Linked DNA regions of Sus scrofa: region 2 is linked to region 1. Evidence: chromatin contacts called from public HiChIP or PLAC-seq data. All regions are on one chromosome and are shown on one strand. Each heading gives the region's core, a stretch centred on a gene start, on an enhancer-like site or on the middle of the called end of the contact. The rest is flanking DNA. Distances are from core to core; before and after follow the strand shown.

Region 1 (7,660 bases), core at 1,351-3,850:
TTGTGTGAGTCACCCCTCCGGACAAAAGAAAACAATCTCTGCTTCCACTCTGCCCTCAGTGATGAGATAAAGAGAATAAACTACCCTTTCCTCTGAGGGATGTTGGAGACATACTGGCAGGAATAGGTGGGAAATTCCTCCCTTGGGCTGGGAAGTGCATTGGCTCCTCAGGGAGGTTTATTAACTCCTTCAGGACAAAAGGACTCATTTCCTAACCACCTTCTTAAGCAGGAATTTTCTAACTACGAGTGCATAACATATTCATGTGCACACAAATATTTGAAAGTGTAAAAGTCACCAAAGGAGTTTGTGAAAAATGTAGATTTCCCAAGCTCTACCCACTGGGAGATTGATTTGCTAGGGGTAGTGCCCAGGAATCTGCATTTAATAGTCACACCTCTCCCCCTCCCCATAATATTGATGTGAATGGTCCTCTGGCCCCAGTTAAGGAAGGATTGTTAGGCTACCAAAAATTCTTTTCTCCAGATTGGTCAGCACCTCCCTTGGCAGGGCCAGGTTCGTCCAAAAGCCACATGTGATCCTAACTGGGCGGGTGGGGTGATGACCTTACTGCTCTGTTGTTGCTTTGACAACATGAATTCCAGTAGAACCAGAAGCCATCAATGGAGTTAGTCATTTAGATCCTCGACTGTTTAAAGGATGACCTCAAGACCCCCAAATCCTGTCCAGTCCCAGATGATACACTTTTTTTTCTTTTTAGGGCTACACCTGCAGCATATGGAGGTTCCCAGGCTAGGGGTCAAATCAGAGCTACATCTGCTGGCTTATACCACAGCCACACCAACACCAGATTTGAGCTGCGTCTGCCCCCTACACCACAGCTCTCGGCAATGCCTGATTCTTAACCCACTGAGCCAGGCCAGGGATTGAACCCGCATGCTCACAGATACTAGTCAGATTCATTTCCACTGTGCTGCAGTGGGAACTCCCCAGATGATACACTTTTAGGGTGTTCCGGAATATGTTCAGAGAAAGACGACTAATTTGAAGAAGAGTTTAAAACCATGACATATATGGAGTGGCTGAAAGACCAACAGGTTCTGAAGGCCTTGGGAAAGGAGTCCTTAGATAGCTGCAGCACTGCTCTTATAATTAGGTGAGTGGAGGGGCATTCATTCTGTGTAGCTCCAGAAGCCAAAACATATTTATCCCAGCAGAGTGAATCCTGATCTGTACTCCCATCCTTCAGTGCATTCGGTTCAATGATTTGTCTCACAAATATTCCTGTGACCATGCTGACACCAATTTGCAGCAAAAATAAATTTAAATAATGATCAAATTTTGATTCCATCTTTGAATGTGAGAACCATATTTTAGTCTCTAGTCATTGCAAATTGTCCTGGTACTTTCCTCATTTCATCTCCAGGTCTTTGCTCCCTCAATTTCCACTCTCTAAGGTGTCTTTCCTGGTACGTCTCCGGCTGGTGACCTCCTATTTATTCTTTTCTTTTTTCTTTTAAAAAAATGTTTTTATTAAAGTATAGTTGACTTGCAATGTTCTGCCAATTTCTGCTATACACAAAGTGACCCAGTCATACATATATGTACATTCTTTTTCTCATATTATCTTCCATCATGTTCAATCATAAGTGATTGAATCCCTCTGCTATAAAGCAGGACCTCTTTGCATATCCATTCTAAACATAATAGTTTGCACATTTATTCTTAAAATTAGACAACTCCTCTAGGAAGCCCTCCTTGATTTCCAGGCAGAACTAATTCTCATGTGGCTCTTGTGATTCTCCATGTCTTGAGAATGAGGCATTAACTTTTAGGGGGAGTGTGGAAATTCCCAGGCCAAAATCCAACCTGCACCACAGCAGCAATCCAAGCCATTGCAGTGATAACACTGAATCTTTAACTTGCTGCACCACAAGAGAATTCCTAACTGTCCTTTGTTTCTGGCTGTCGTTTCAAGTAGGCTTATATAGCAAGCAGCCTTGGAAGATAGATACAATGTCCCCTTGGGAAGGCCATGGCAAATTTGCTTGCTCTGTAGCATGAAAGATGCAGGTTCCCTAAAATCAGGGGACCTCAGCTATAAAGCAAGCCCTCCGGAATACACACACACACACACACACACACACACACACACACATATATTTTTTTCCCTTTCTGTCTTTTTAAGGCTTCACCACATGTGGAGATTCCCAGGCTAGCGGATGCCGGATCCTTAACCCACTGAGTGAGGCCAGGAATCCATCCTCATGGATGGATACTAGTCAGATTCATTTCAGCTGAGCCACCATGGGAACTTCTGGAATAATGTTTTAGAATGGGATATAGATAAGTGATAAATCACTCCCAGAAGAATATGTCAGAACAAATGATAGACCATGTCATCCCAGCCATGAAGGAGAGGCATCAGAAAAACAATTTGTAGGGTCAAAACAAACTCCCACAGAGATGAGCACCAAATTCTATATAAGCCCAGACACACTTGACCACAGCAGCCCCACAACCCTTTGGCTTGCTCACTTCCTTTCCCCTCCCCACTGCTTTTCCTCACAGAGAAAGGAGGAAAGGCAGAGAGAAGAGAGGAAGTGGGCAGGAGTTGTTTGCCAGATGTCCTTAATGGCCTCACGCATCATGTGTTTTTGCCTGTCAGCACCATAGCCTTCCCCTGAAAGAGGGTGCAGCTCAGCTGTGGCTGCTTAGAGCTACGTTTCTGCTCCCACAATGAAGCATTTTGGATAATCACCCAATAGTTGGATGATCTTAAGAAAATACTGGACTCCCAATTCATGCTGCTTTCCTTGGACCTGGTGGTGCATCAGAGATTGTCGAGTAGGGTTTAAATATGATTTCATTCTCAAGGGGATGCCTGGTGAGAGGGGCCCCAACAGTTTCAAAAAGTCCTGACAGCTGAGCATAAAACCAAATATTTATTTACCAGAATGTTTGCTCCAATATGATTCAGAATAGAAAAAGAATCTGAAAAATATCTGATTACCAATAATACAGGTTCTGTTAAATAGTTTATTTGATGCCAATATGTTGGAAGAGTACTATTTAGGTATTTTCTAAATCATGTTTGCATGAAAATTTGTTCAAGAGATAAAATATCTCTGAAATATGTTAAGAGACAAAGGAAGATATGAAAGACTGTATACAGTATGGTCCTCATTTTACAGCATATATGGAAGATATTGACATCAAAATATTCATGGTGATTATATCAGATGGTTGAAATCAAGAATGAATTGTTGATTTTTCTCTCCTCTTTGCAGTTGAAAAATTTTGTACATTAAACAATTATTATTTACGTAATCAGAAAAAGTGCATATTAATAAAATAGTGGTAAACAAAAAGTAAAATCTCCTGAGAAAGATGATGTGTGGTCTTTTTGAGAAATATAATCAAGTTTGAGAGAAAGCAGAAAGCCTAATAAAACAGGTACCGAAATCATTTTAATGGATAAAAAGACTCAATATTGTAAAAATATCACTTCTCCTCAAATAGCTCTATAAATTTAATGCACATCCAATCAAATTCCAAGGAAGTTTGTGTGTCTCTGCCTATGTACATGTAGAAATTAATAAGATGCCATGCACATGGTGGTATATGGAATAAGTGGGCAACAGGAGCTGTGTCGTACAGGGAGCTCTACCCAATGTTCTGCGATAGTCTATGTGGGAAAAGAATATGATAAAGAATGGATGTGTGCATACATGTATAGCTGAATCACCTTGTTGTACAGCAAAAATGATCACCTGGTAAATCAACGATACTTTAATAAAGCTTTAAAAAATGGAAAAAAGAAATTAAGGCCTCTATAATTTGTATGAGAAATGAGAAGACCCAAGAATAACTAAGTCGATATTGCAAAAGAAACATAAGCCTGAAGGTCTTAAACTGCTAGATAAAAAGGCTTGCTACTGAGCAGTTAATCCGTTTCAGTGGGGCACTGGTACAAGAACAGACAACCAGAGCAATGGAACAGAAAGCAGAGTACGGAAACAGAACCACATACGGCTCTTTGATTACTTAAGTGCAGTAGGGAAATGTCAGTCTTGAAAAATGAGGCTGTGTCAAGTGGACACGCTTACGAAAAAAAACTTCACCTCTATGTCTCACTGTAAACCAAATTAATTCCAGAGAGACCGATGTTATGACAAATAAAATAACAAAGCATCTAGATTAAAGAACAGAAGAATGTCTTCATGACTTCGAAGTAGACAAAGATTTCCTCATACACTAGAAAGCACTAACCAGAAAAAGGATGCATTGAACTGTATATTTTAATTAAAGATAGCTCTTCATCAAAAGACATCACTACAGAATGGGAGAGGACATATGCAAAACATGTCTCAAAAGGGTTCACATACCGAATATATATATCTTTAAAGCTCGTAAAAAGGAAAAAAAAAATCAAACAATGCAATAGGAAAAAATAGACAAAGGAGATATTCAAAAGGACAATCAACATAAGAAAAGGTACTCAACTTTACAGGTTATTAAGGTAATGCTAACTCAAAACAATTTCAATAGCAGTTCACCATTACATGAAAGGCTAAAATGAAAAAGATAAGTAATTTCACACACTGGTGATATCATGGGTCAGCCACACGCTCCTGCCCCTGTGATCAGAGCCCATGTTGGTATAGACACTTTGGCGTACTCCTTAACTATTTAGCAGTATCTAGCAAAATTGAACATGAGTGTTCTTTATGACCCAGCAATTTCATTTGTGAAAGTACACAAATTTGTGAAGAAATGCATACAGCTAGTCACCATAAAATGTGTAGCAAAATATGCACAACAGAATTATTTATAATAGCCTCAAATTGAAACCAAATCAAATGTACATCAAGAGTAAAATGAATAGAAAAATTGTGGTGCCATTTTCGGAGTTCCTGTCGTGGCACAGTGGTTAACGAATCTGACCAGGAACCATGAGGTTGCGGGTTCGATCCCTGGCCTTGCTCAGAGGGTTGACAATCCGGCGTTGCCATGAGCTGTGGTGTAGGTCGCAGACGAGGCTCAGATCCCGCATTGCTGTGGCTCTGGTGTAGGCCGGTGGCTACAGCTCCAGTTCGACCCCTAGCCTGGGAACCTCCATATGCCAAGGGAACAGCCCAAGAAATGGCCAAAAAAAAAAAAAAAAAAAAAAATTATGGTGCCATTTTCACGCAATAGCAACAAAATAATTCTGCTTGCAACAGTGTGTGATTTCCACAAATACAATATTGAAATCTAAAGAGCTGGTATATACTGCATTGCATTCCAGCTACATAAAATTAGGGAAAAAAATTCAGCTATGTATTATATACACGATAGTAGTTTTCTTAGAAAGATAATGCTTCCTAAGGCATGAGTATTGGGAATGTTTTATTTTTTATCTGGGTGCTGATGACATGTGATGTTCACTTATTTTAAAAATCCTTAAGCTTCACATTTGTATGCATTCCACAGTAATAAAATGTATATGTTAAGAAAAGTTGCTAAAGAAATATCATTTCTAGGAAGTTCCCATTGTGACTCAGGAACCTGACTAGTAGCGAGCCATGAGGATGCAAATTCTATCCTGGGCCTCACTCAGAGGGTTAAGGATCCAGTGTTGCCATGAGCTGCCATGAGATGTGGCTTGTCGTGGCTATGGCATAGGGCAGTAGCTGCAAAAAACAAAAACAAAAAACAAACAAAAAAAGAAATCATTTCTATGTCAATAAGTTACCTGGTGGAAGAGTTTTAGAATATGATTTTTTTAAAAAAGATTAAAAATAACCCAATTTGGCCTCAAGTTTCTATATGTGCTGAAGCCTTAAAACCTAGGCAGGACACAGGTTCCAAATATGTTTTCCTCTTGGAGTTTCCTGAGCTCTGACCTGGCTTTTCCAGTAAGTTTTTGACTTGGCCCTGTTGGTAGTTATCTAATCTTGGAGCTCCAGTTCTGGGCTTCCTGCCTGCTTCCAACTTGGCTCAGCCCCACATGTGATCTCAGGTCCTCACCCCATGGACTGGCTTCATTCATGTCCCAGCTATGACTCCATCTCCTTGATTTTTGCCCCCACATCAGCAGTCTCTGATGAGTTTATAATCTATCTGACTTGACCACTATTCAGATAAACATTTATAGGAAAAATAAAAATAGTAGGGATTTATTTCGCAGATCACAATAGTTCTCTCTCTCTAGTCTGGTTATTATTGTACAGCTCCACAAAACAAAAAGCAGAGACTCTCCATCACAGAAAAAAGATGGTTAGGCAAGAGTTGTAAATTCAGACACCCAAAGGGGCCAGGCAAATGAAAGATGATTACATTTCTGAAAAAAAAAAATTTGTTTTTCCTATTAAAAGAAAAACACATGCTGACTTCCATTTTTTCTAAAATTATGCAGCTCTCAGTCTAAATGTGTAATACAGGGAAATACGTGTTTACTATATATTTGAAAAGTAACCGGGCAAATAAACTCTTTAAAGGCAATTCCTCTTAGGTCAGACATGTACTGTAGTAAAGAGTAGGGCTCATGCCTTGTCTAAAACAGGTAGCTGATACTCTGATCCACCGTGACATGCTATGGAGAAATGTAGATCTAGTGCAAGAAGTGTAGAATCTATGTTTTTAGATAAAATCTCCCAACTCCTAAATGTTAATGAAAAAATTTAAAAAGACTCAAATAAAAAGTGTTTGGGGCTGGATTCAGCCAATGGATTGTTAGCTTGCAACCTCTCTTATGAACTAGGTGCATATTCATTAACCTCATCTTTCCATTCAAAAAATTTCAGAGGAATACGCATGCTGAAAATAACCAGAGATCCTGGTACTGTATGTGAGTTTTGGACCAGGCAAGGAAGGGTCAGTGTCAAGCCTTCATTCCCAGATCCAGAGACAGAACCATTTATTTACTCAGTGAGCAGTTATTGGTTTGGGGGGCAGCTACTCCCCAGATGTACTTCAATTAGCTCGATTTGAACTACTTAATTATTTTGCAAAGGAGAACGAAACATAAGCTAATGCACAAACCAGGAAATTTTTTTGTCAAATGATAGGCTGGACTTAAGATTCAGAAACCAAGACCCCACCCTAAGAAATCTTTTTGGCATCAGCTTTTATGGTAGTTATTCAGAGGTTAGTCGTGGAGTCTAAAAGGAAATGAAAAGCCTCTTGAAGGCTGACCCCTCAAACAAAGTCTAGCCATTGCTCAATTCAAATCTAAGAGAAAAAGAAGATAGAGAAAAGGTTCATTAGATACAGACAGTTAAATACATCAATTTATGCAGAGTGATCTTTGGAAGTGGGAATAGCAGTTAGGGTTAAGGTTCTAAAAGCTAAGGAGAGAGACAAGGGCAAAATGTACATACCTAAGTGGTCCTGCTAGTCTTCTTTCCAGTTTTTGATTTAAAGAAAAAGGCACAAAAAAACGAAATATATCTGTCATTCCAATAGACTTTTTTCCCTACTTTCTCTAATAGGAGGAGACTTGAGGTCCCTACTCTTCCTTTTTTTTTTTTTTTTTTTTTTTTTTTTTGTGACTGTCTCCAGGGTCTAGTTTTTCCTTACATATACAAGCCAGTCTTTAATAAATATTTTGCTTCTCACTGTACCACCGGAGGAACCCACACATTAATTATTTCAAATGACAGCTATTACTCTTTTATGCAACATCAGTTCTCCAAGCTACTTGGGGGTTCCCAGA
Region 2 (7,660 bases), core at 2,079-4,578, 170 kb after region 1:
GCTTCAAAGGAGAAATGCAGGAGTTGGCAACTTGAAGATAAACCAGGGAACTCTTTAAGCCCCACCAGTAATTAACTCCTGGGTTCTCAGTGGCAATGAGGAGCCCCTGACTCTTTCCCAGGGGGTGAGCGGGAAGCTCAGAAAAGTGCAAGCAGCCAACTCAGGCATGTGCCCACCATGCACGTGTGCCAATTATGGTAGCTGAGGGGCTTCTGATACATCTAGGAACACCCCTACTTCAGCCCATACCTGCCATTCACTCCTGCACAAGGCTTAAAACACCCCCAGACCCCTTCCTCTACATTCCATGGAAGGGTTTCTCAAAGCTCCTATATTCGCACCATACACTGACCTTCACCCATGTTGGTCCCACCATCACAGTCACCTAAGCAGTTAGCACAGAGCTGGCAGAGACGCGGCCCAGTGATGGCCCGCCCGGGCGCTGCAGCCTGATGGGACCAACGTGGGTGAAACGCAGGAGGCCATTACTCAGGCTCCAAAAATCAATCTGCTGAGCCGCCGGCCTCACAAGAGGAAGAAGACCGATGTATGAGGAAGTTCCTCCTGCTTCCCAAGGCACTGGGCCTTTCCGCCAGGGGAGTGACTGGAGGGGTCTCCATGACACTCAAAAACTGCGAAATCAGGGGAGGTCCAACCAAGAACCAGAAGGAGGAAGAGGCGATCACAAGGATGAGGGCGTTGGCATGAAACAGACTTTGGTTCTCACTAGACATGAAACCCTTTAGGATTGCTATGGCTTTGGTGCAGGCTGGTGGCTATAGCTCAGATTGGACCCCTAGCCTGGGAACCTCCATATGATGCAGGTAGAGCCTAAAAAGACAAAAAAACAAGAAGACGACAGCCTGTAAATGGCATAAGGGCCCCCCTGTCTTTCTGCAGAAGTCATTTCTAGACAAATTGGAAACAAGGACCTGGCTTAGGGTGCACGTGCATCCTTGCCACCCCATGCTAAGTAATCAAAGTCAGGATCACCCCTCACTTTAGGCCTCCCTGCAACCATCCACGGGACTGGACAACCCTAAGTCCAAGAGCTGGTTCAAGTATCTGAAAGACAGGCTGTAGATCACCCAAAGTGCCAGGGCCCCAGTAGCTTCCTGAAACTGTGTCAACTACTTAAGATAAACCCTAGTGAGCATTCTAGCATCTGATCGATTTGTCATTATTACTAGTATTTGTCATACAGCTACTGATCCTGCGTTGTGTTTTACATGGACTACACTGTTGCCAGAGAGCTATTAAGATCCACCCCCATGTTAAAGATGAGGTGACTGGTGTCTGAAGAGAGGTTAAGTGACCTGCCCTAGAACACTCACCTAGCAGTGAGCCAGAACTAGAACCCAAGTCAGCCTCATTCCAAAGTCCTTGCTTGCAATCACAACTCTAAAGAAAACTTCATTCAAAAATAAAGAGGCAGGGGAGAGGAAGAGTGCTGAGAAATACCCTGTTTGTACCCAGTCACTTCAAAGCAAGCCAAGCACTATTTCCCAAAAGTGGCTCTATATCATAATCATCTAGGGTCACTTAAAAAAATTACACATTTCTCAGGAGTTCCCGTTGTGGCTCAGCAATAACAAATTAGACTAGAATCCATGAGGTTGCAGGTTCTATCCCTGGCCTCTCTCAATGGGTGGGGGATACAGCGTTGCCATGAGCTGTGGTATAGGTCGCAGACATGGCTTGGATCTAGTGTTGCTGTGGCTGCAGTATAGACCGGCAGATGTAGCTCCGATTCTACCCCTAGCCTGAGAACTTCCATATACCGCAGGTGTGGCCCTATAAAGACCAAAAAAAAAAAAAAAAAAAAAAAAAAAAAAAAAGGAGTTCCCGTCGTGGTGCAGTGGTTAACAAATCCAACTAGGAACCATGAGGTTGCGGGTTCGGTCCCTGCACTTGCTCAGTGGGTTAACGATCTGGCGTTGCCGTGAGCTGTGGTGTAGGTTGCAGACGTGGCTCAGATCCTGAGTTGCTGTGGCTCTGGTGTAGGCCGGTGGCTCCGATTAGACCCCTAGCCTGGGAACCTCCATATGCCGCGGAAGCGGCCCAAAGAAATAGCAAAAAGACAAAAAAAAAAAAAAAAAAAATTCTGGCCCTAGTCCTGATTTAAGGAGCCGGGAACTCCAGGGACAGAGCCTGGAAATCATTTTTGAGACGTTCCCTTGCCTCTTGCGATAGAGCCCATCTATAGCCATGTTCAAGGTGGATCCATCGAAAGGTGAGTGTGTCCAGTCCTCTGCAGTGCTGGGCGGGCCCATCGAATGTGGAGATCCTGGGTCTGCATCCAACAGACCCCTGGAGGCAGTTCTAGGGCCCCCTACTCAAGAATTATTGAGTATAGACTTTCATTTATCCAAAGCAGGGGGCGATTGAGTGAATTTTTGTAGTCTATGTCTAGTTTGAAGAATTGGTCTCAAAAACCAGCCCCAAACACCATAAACAAGTCACATTAGTGGGAAGCCTCAGCCACCTTACATGCACATGAAGAAGAAATAAGGAGAGGCTTATCTCCTAAGTATTTATCCCCAGAAACTTAAGCAATGGAAGCTGGTACACTTGAGGTTATCAAAATCAAGCACTTTCCACACTTTACAAGCCTTATTTCATCTAACTTTTACAACCACCTATGAAGTGGCAAGTATTATTCTTCTCATTTAGTAGATGAAGAAATTAAAACTTAGTGAGCTCAAGTACACTGTCGAGGTCATGCAGCTAGTTAAAGTAGCAGAGCCAGGACTTAAACCCAAGGCCAATGCTGTGAGCGTGCTCCCATTTAACCACTGGGTGTCCAGCCTCAAAGTGCTCTTGAACAAGGAACATGCAGAGCTTTGGCCAACCCAATCCCCAGGAGGTCCCGGGACTATAGGAGCGGGTAGACTGAAGCCTTGGGCAGGAAGAAAGCTCAAGGCCCACTGCGGAAAACCAAGGTTACAGACCTCACCACCAGCATAATAACTTATTATTTACTGTCTTAACTGCTATGAAGTAAATGCATAGAGAGCTATGAGAATATGCACCCAGGAGCCTGTCTGAGTGTGGGCAGCTGGGGAAATCCTCCCTGAAGCAACCTTGAGGCTGAGGACAGAGACCAGGGAAGAGCCCTCAAGCAGGAGGAGAAGGAGCCCTGGAGGAAGGAGGGGTGCTGAGCAGAGTGCTCTCTTCCTTTCCACTCTGACGCTTTGCTCCAGCCCTCACCTGCAGTTAGGAGACAAATTGTGCTGTGAAGCGGACACTGCCTTGTGGTACTCATTAGGCAGAGGGTCTGAACACAGCTCCCTACCCAGAGTGCCATCAAGGTCCAAGCAAGCCCGGCACTGCTTAATAGCCCATCTGTCCAGGGCCTTCGGGAGGCGAGGAATTATATCCAAGCTGATCAAGGCCTCTGCATTTAGGAAATGGTTTCCCTAGGAACCACATAAAAGGGAAGAGGAGAAAAACCAGAAATTGGTCAGAATCCTAAAATATACAATCAAAAAAAAAATGTTTTTTTAAAACCACAGGCCAGTGACTTTTCCCCCAAAGACCTAGCTCACAAGCCACGTGGTAGATTTTCAAATATGACTCACAAAAAGTTCATTGGGCAACCCCTGATGATTCTTTCCTAAGGCAAAGTTCAAATAGCCTGTTTCTGCAAGAAGGCAATTACTTAACAGCCTAAAATGCACTTTACTTATTGGACCATCAAACACACAATGCTCTTCAGACATAAGTATTCCAATACCGGTGCTTCATTTGCTAATTGCTTTATTTTACAGTTTATTTCCCGGTTTGGCAAGAAGTAAGTGATCATTGGTACTTTATGTATTTTAGGCAAGGCCTTTATTTATTTCCCTATTTTAGACAAATAAATAAATATTCTTACTATCACAGAATTAATAGCTTGCTCAATACTTATTACGTAAGATCGAATACTCCAGTGCAAAGAACAGTGAATCTGATGGCAGACTGACTGGGCCACTATCCTTTGACCTCAAGTAAATCCCTTTCCCTCTTTGAGTCTCACTGTCTGGTCCAGTAAAATGAGAGTGTTGTTCTAGAACATGGGTTCCCAAACCCAGGGATTTTACCTTGGAATACACTGGGGAGTTATGCTAAAAATGCAAGCTCTCCAGGAGTTCCCATTGTGGTAACAAACCAGATAAGCATCCATGAGGATGTGGGTTCGATCCCTGGCCTCGCTCAGTGGGTTGAAGACCCAGTGTTGCCATGAACTGTGGAACAGGTCAAAGAAGTGGCTCAGATCCCGAGTTGCTGTGGGTGTGGTGTAAGCCAGCAGCTGCAGCTCTGATTCGGCCCCAAGCCTAGGAATTTCCATATGCTGTAGGTGCAGCCCTAAAAAGAAAAAAAAAAAAAAGAAAGAAAAGAAAAAAGCAAACTCTCTAAATCCCTGGCCCTGGCAGGACTCAGATGCTTCTAGTGCTACCACCCCATGACTTTCTGAAATCAGGCTGAGCAGATGAAAAACATAACCACTTCCCTAAGCAACAGATTCTGAACTTCAATTCTCTTGTGGAGTTAGTGCAAATGAGGGGTAGCTCAACACTCGATAGATAAGTTTGTTAACATTTAGAAACATATATCTACTCCATACGTTGCCAAGAGTTTTCTAAATACACATTTCAAGCTGCCTAATTAGTAGAGGTCTGACCAGACAGGCAAATGATTATCTATATCAGGGGATTCTTTACTGGGTCCATAAGCTCTCGGCAGCTGAATATAAAATATTTGTGTGCCCAGGTGCCCTCCCTCCCTCCCTTCCTTCCTCCCTTCCTTTCTTCCTCCCTCCCTTCCTCCCCTCCTCTCTCCTTCCCAACCCCCTCCCTCTCTCTCTTTTTTTCTTACCAGAGAGAGGATCCATTGCCTTCATCCACTTTAGAATCCCAATTTTGAAGACTGCCCCATATAACTCTTACTTAGGCCAGCCACTCAGAAGGCATGTTGCTGCTGGTTGCTGTGAGAAATACAAAGCAGGCAAAGATGCAGCTTCTGCCATCAGAGTGGCTGCAGAGAGGGAGGGTGGGGAGAGAGGAGTACACAAAGTCAACCCCAACGCAGAGTAAGAAAAGCACCTCGAGGCGACGAGGCATTTGGGAGTTCTGAGGAAGTGCATCTCCTTCCTGCACAAGCGAACGGGGAAGTTGGCAGTTAAGCTGGAAGGATGGAAAGGATTGTTTTTAGAATGTATAGCAATGAAGATGGTGGCCAGAGGAGTTCCCGCTGTGGTGCAGTGGTTAACGAATCCGACTAGGAACCATGAGGTTGTGGGTTCGGTCCCTGCCCTTGCTCAGTGGGTTAAGGACCCAGCGTTGCTGTGAGCTGTGGTGTAGGTCACAGATGCGGCTCGGATCCTGTGTTGCTGTGGCTCTGGCGTAGGTGGGTGGCTACAGCTCCGATTCCACCCCTAGCCTGAGAACCTCCATATGCCACAGGAGCCGCCCCAGAAAAGCCCCCCAAAAAAAGACGGTGGCCAGAGTGAGCACCATTCCAGAGGGGCATGTGACCAGCTGAGGCCCAGGGAGAATTTAACAAAAGGGAAATAACTCACTTGGATTTGAGTATGTCAAAGAGTAGTTCTTTGATATGTATTAACATAACAGATACAACATCAGTTATACCACTCCTGATTTGGCTATGGCACCAATTTAAACCTGGACAGTTGGGAAATAATAAATGTTTCTTAAATGGTGGGTACGGGTAGCTGGCAACCATGGTTCTCAAGCACTCCTCATGCTTGTGAAAGGGATATGAGGAGAATACGGTATTCTATCCAATTCTACAAAAGATACCACAGACCTCACGGCTTCTAACTGTAATCACTAGTTTGGGGAATCATGAAGTTCTCTGCACATATCCATGGTGAACTTCGAAGGTCCACTGCTGTATAAAGTGAGGGTAAACAGGACAGACAACAGCTAGAACAAAACAGCGAGGAAGAGTGTTATCTTCATTGATTAGGCTCATGAAGACCACTGAGTGGCAATATCATAGAATTACACCTGGGCTCTAAGAAGCTTAATCCTGCAAAACTTCATGAGCCGGACAAGAAGAGGGAGGCTGGCAGAAAGGAAAGCAATTGGCATGGGTGGAGGAGCCATGTGGCCTAGCCTTGCCATCATTAAAAAACCTCCAGTGACACTCAAGCGAGGCTCTACGTACAATCAGAGGAGACCCCTGTGACAGGACAAAAGGATGCTTAGCACGCAGCTTTAAACTAGAGTTCCACAAGGAATGTGGTGCCGATAAAGAAATAATAGAGATGGCAGAATAGCAGGTCCCCAGCCTAGTTCCCTCACAGAAACTCCAATGTAGCAACTATTCAGAGACAAGAATGCCTTTGTTAGCATCTCTGAACCCAGGGGTGAGGTTGCAGCACCACAGTAGAACACAAAACTGAGAAAAATGACACTAAAAAGGGCAAGAGGAATAGTTTCTTCTCATCCTTGATAAATGAATAAAGTTTTAATGTATCTTGCAGTGACTTATAAATAGTACAGATATCTGGCATTATCTTCTTATGCAAATTTTACAAGCATTAATTTCTTAAAAGATAAGCAGACTGAACTTTCTTATTCCTGTTTTGAAAATCCTTTCTCTCAGCTTCTGAGTTTATTTCAGATGACCAGGTAAATGGTCACCAGAGCATAAAGTAGGGTGGTGGCCTGGCAAAGGGAAGAAAGGGCTGAACTGAAGTCATAGACCATGGGGATACTAGAGAGGACCTGACAGCTCCTTGAGGTTGGGAGTCAAGAGAGACTGCGCAGATCTGGTCCAGGTCATTAGGAGGAGGAGGGTGTCATTAATAGAGGAGGAAGTCAGGAGGGGAAGTGGCAAGGATGAGCTGGGTTCCACGTTGGGTGTGAAGGATTGTGTGTACTCTTTTCGTTTGTCTGGCTTCAATAAGCCAAAGTAGCACCACTGACAACACTGCTCCTGAACAGGAATGAAGGACAGTGCAGAGACAGCCTCAGCTCCAGGCTCTGCCTTGGACCACGGAAATGCAAACCATCAGAGAAACACCTCTGCAGTTTTCACAAATTCCTTTAGATAAGAGTTATTTGCCACAGATTTCCTCTAAAACTGGCCTCACTCACAGCAGGTGGTACATACATATCCTTGATTCTCTACAGGAGGCCTCTGCAAAACAGAGGAAGAAGATGGGGACTTAATGCTATTAAGCAATTAAAGGGGAACTCTGAGATCATCCCAGCCAATTGACTGTTTTTATAGATGAAGGATCCAAGGCCTGCAGAGGTGAAAGCACAGAAGTACTTATGGGGCAGATGCATTGAGGTCTCCTGACTTCCTTCTACCACCTGAGGGCAAATCAAGAAGGCTGCTCACTTTCCAGGCCACAGCACCTTCACCTGCAATGGTCAAGATACACAACGGAGGACATGTGGCACTACTGGCTTTAACTGCTGTAGGAGCCAGAAGCCTGGAGGTGGATATGGAAAAAGAAGAAGAGGCACATTCTCTAAGCATGTTCTTACCAAGGGCCCCTGCATCTTTTAACAATGGCTCACATAATTAATTATAATAGTCAACTAACCACTTTTAAGATAAGCACTATTAATAATTTTTTTTTTATATGGGATCTGAAGTCAGCACACAGTTCCTTTTTTTAAAAAAGGAATTGGGAGTTCCC

The links. HiChIP or PLAC-seq counts read pairs in DNA pulled down with a chosen protein or histone mark.
Region 2: a contact with region 1 is called in an H3K27ac HiChIP or PLAC-seq map of alveolar macrophages. The contact joins two enhancer-like sites. A contact is called at or near these places in 2 of 47 Hi-C or Micro-C datasets (epiblast stem cells and fetal skeletal muscle) and 2 of 2 datasets of contacts at active chromatin or transcription factors (alveolar macrophages and skeletal muscle).

The regions. Positions count from the first base shown.
Region 1 is chr14:100,978,106-100,985,765 of Sscrofa11.1, forward strand. LOC106506085 (a long non-coding RNA gene) reads right to left here. Exons shown (of 2, transcript XR_001301101.2): 2 at 7,464-7,660. Among named protein-coding and RNA genes, the nearest start is that of FAS, 55 kb to the left of the region's middle. Within about 2 kb of position 2,601, at least 3 of the 83 cell types and tissues checked have an H3K27ac peak or open chromatin away from gene starts, as enhancers often do. A contact at or near this core is called in alveolar macrophages, where this site is marked.
Region 2 is chr14:101,149,258-101,156,917 of Sscrofa11.1, forward strand. All of the region lies in intron 2 of LIPA (lipase A, lysosomal acid type), which reads right to left. Among named protein-coding and RNA genes, the nearest start is that of LIPA, 9.0 kb to the right of the region's middle. Within about 2 kb of position 3,329, at least 16 of the 83 cell types and tissues checked have an H3K27ac peak or open chromatin away from gene starts, as enhancers often do. A contact at or near this core is called in alveolar macrophages, where this site is marked.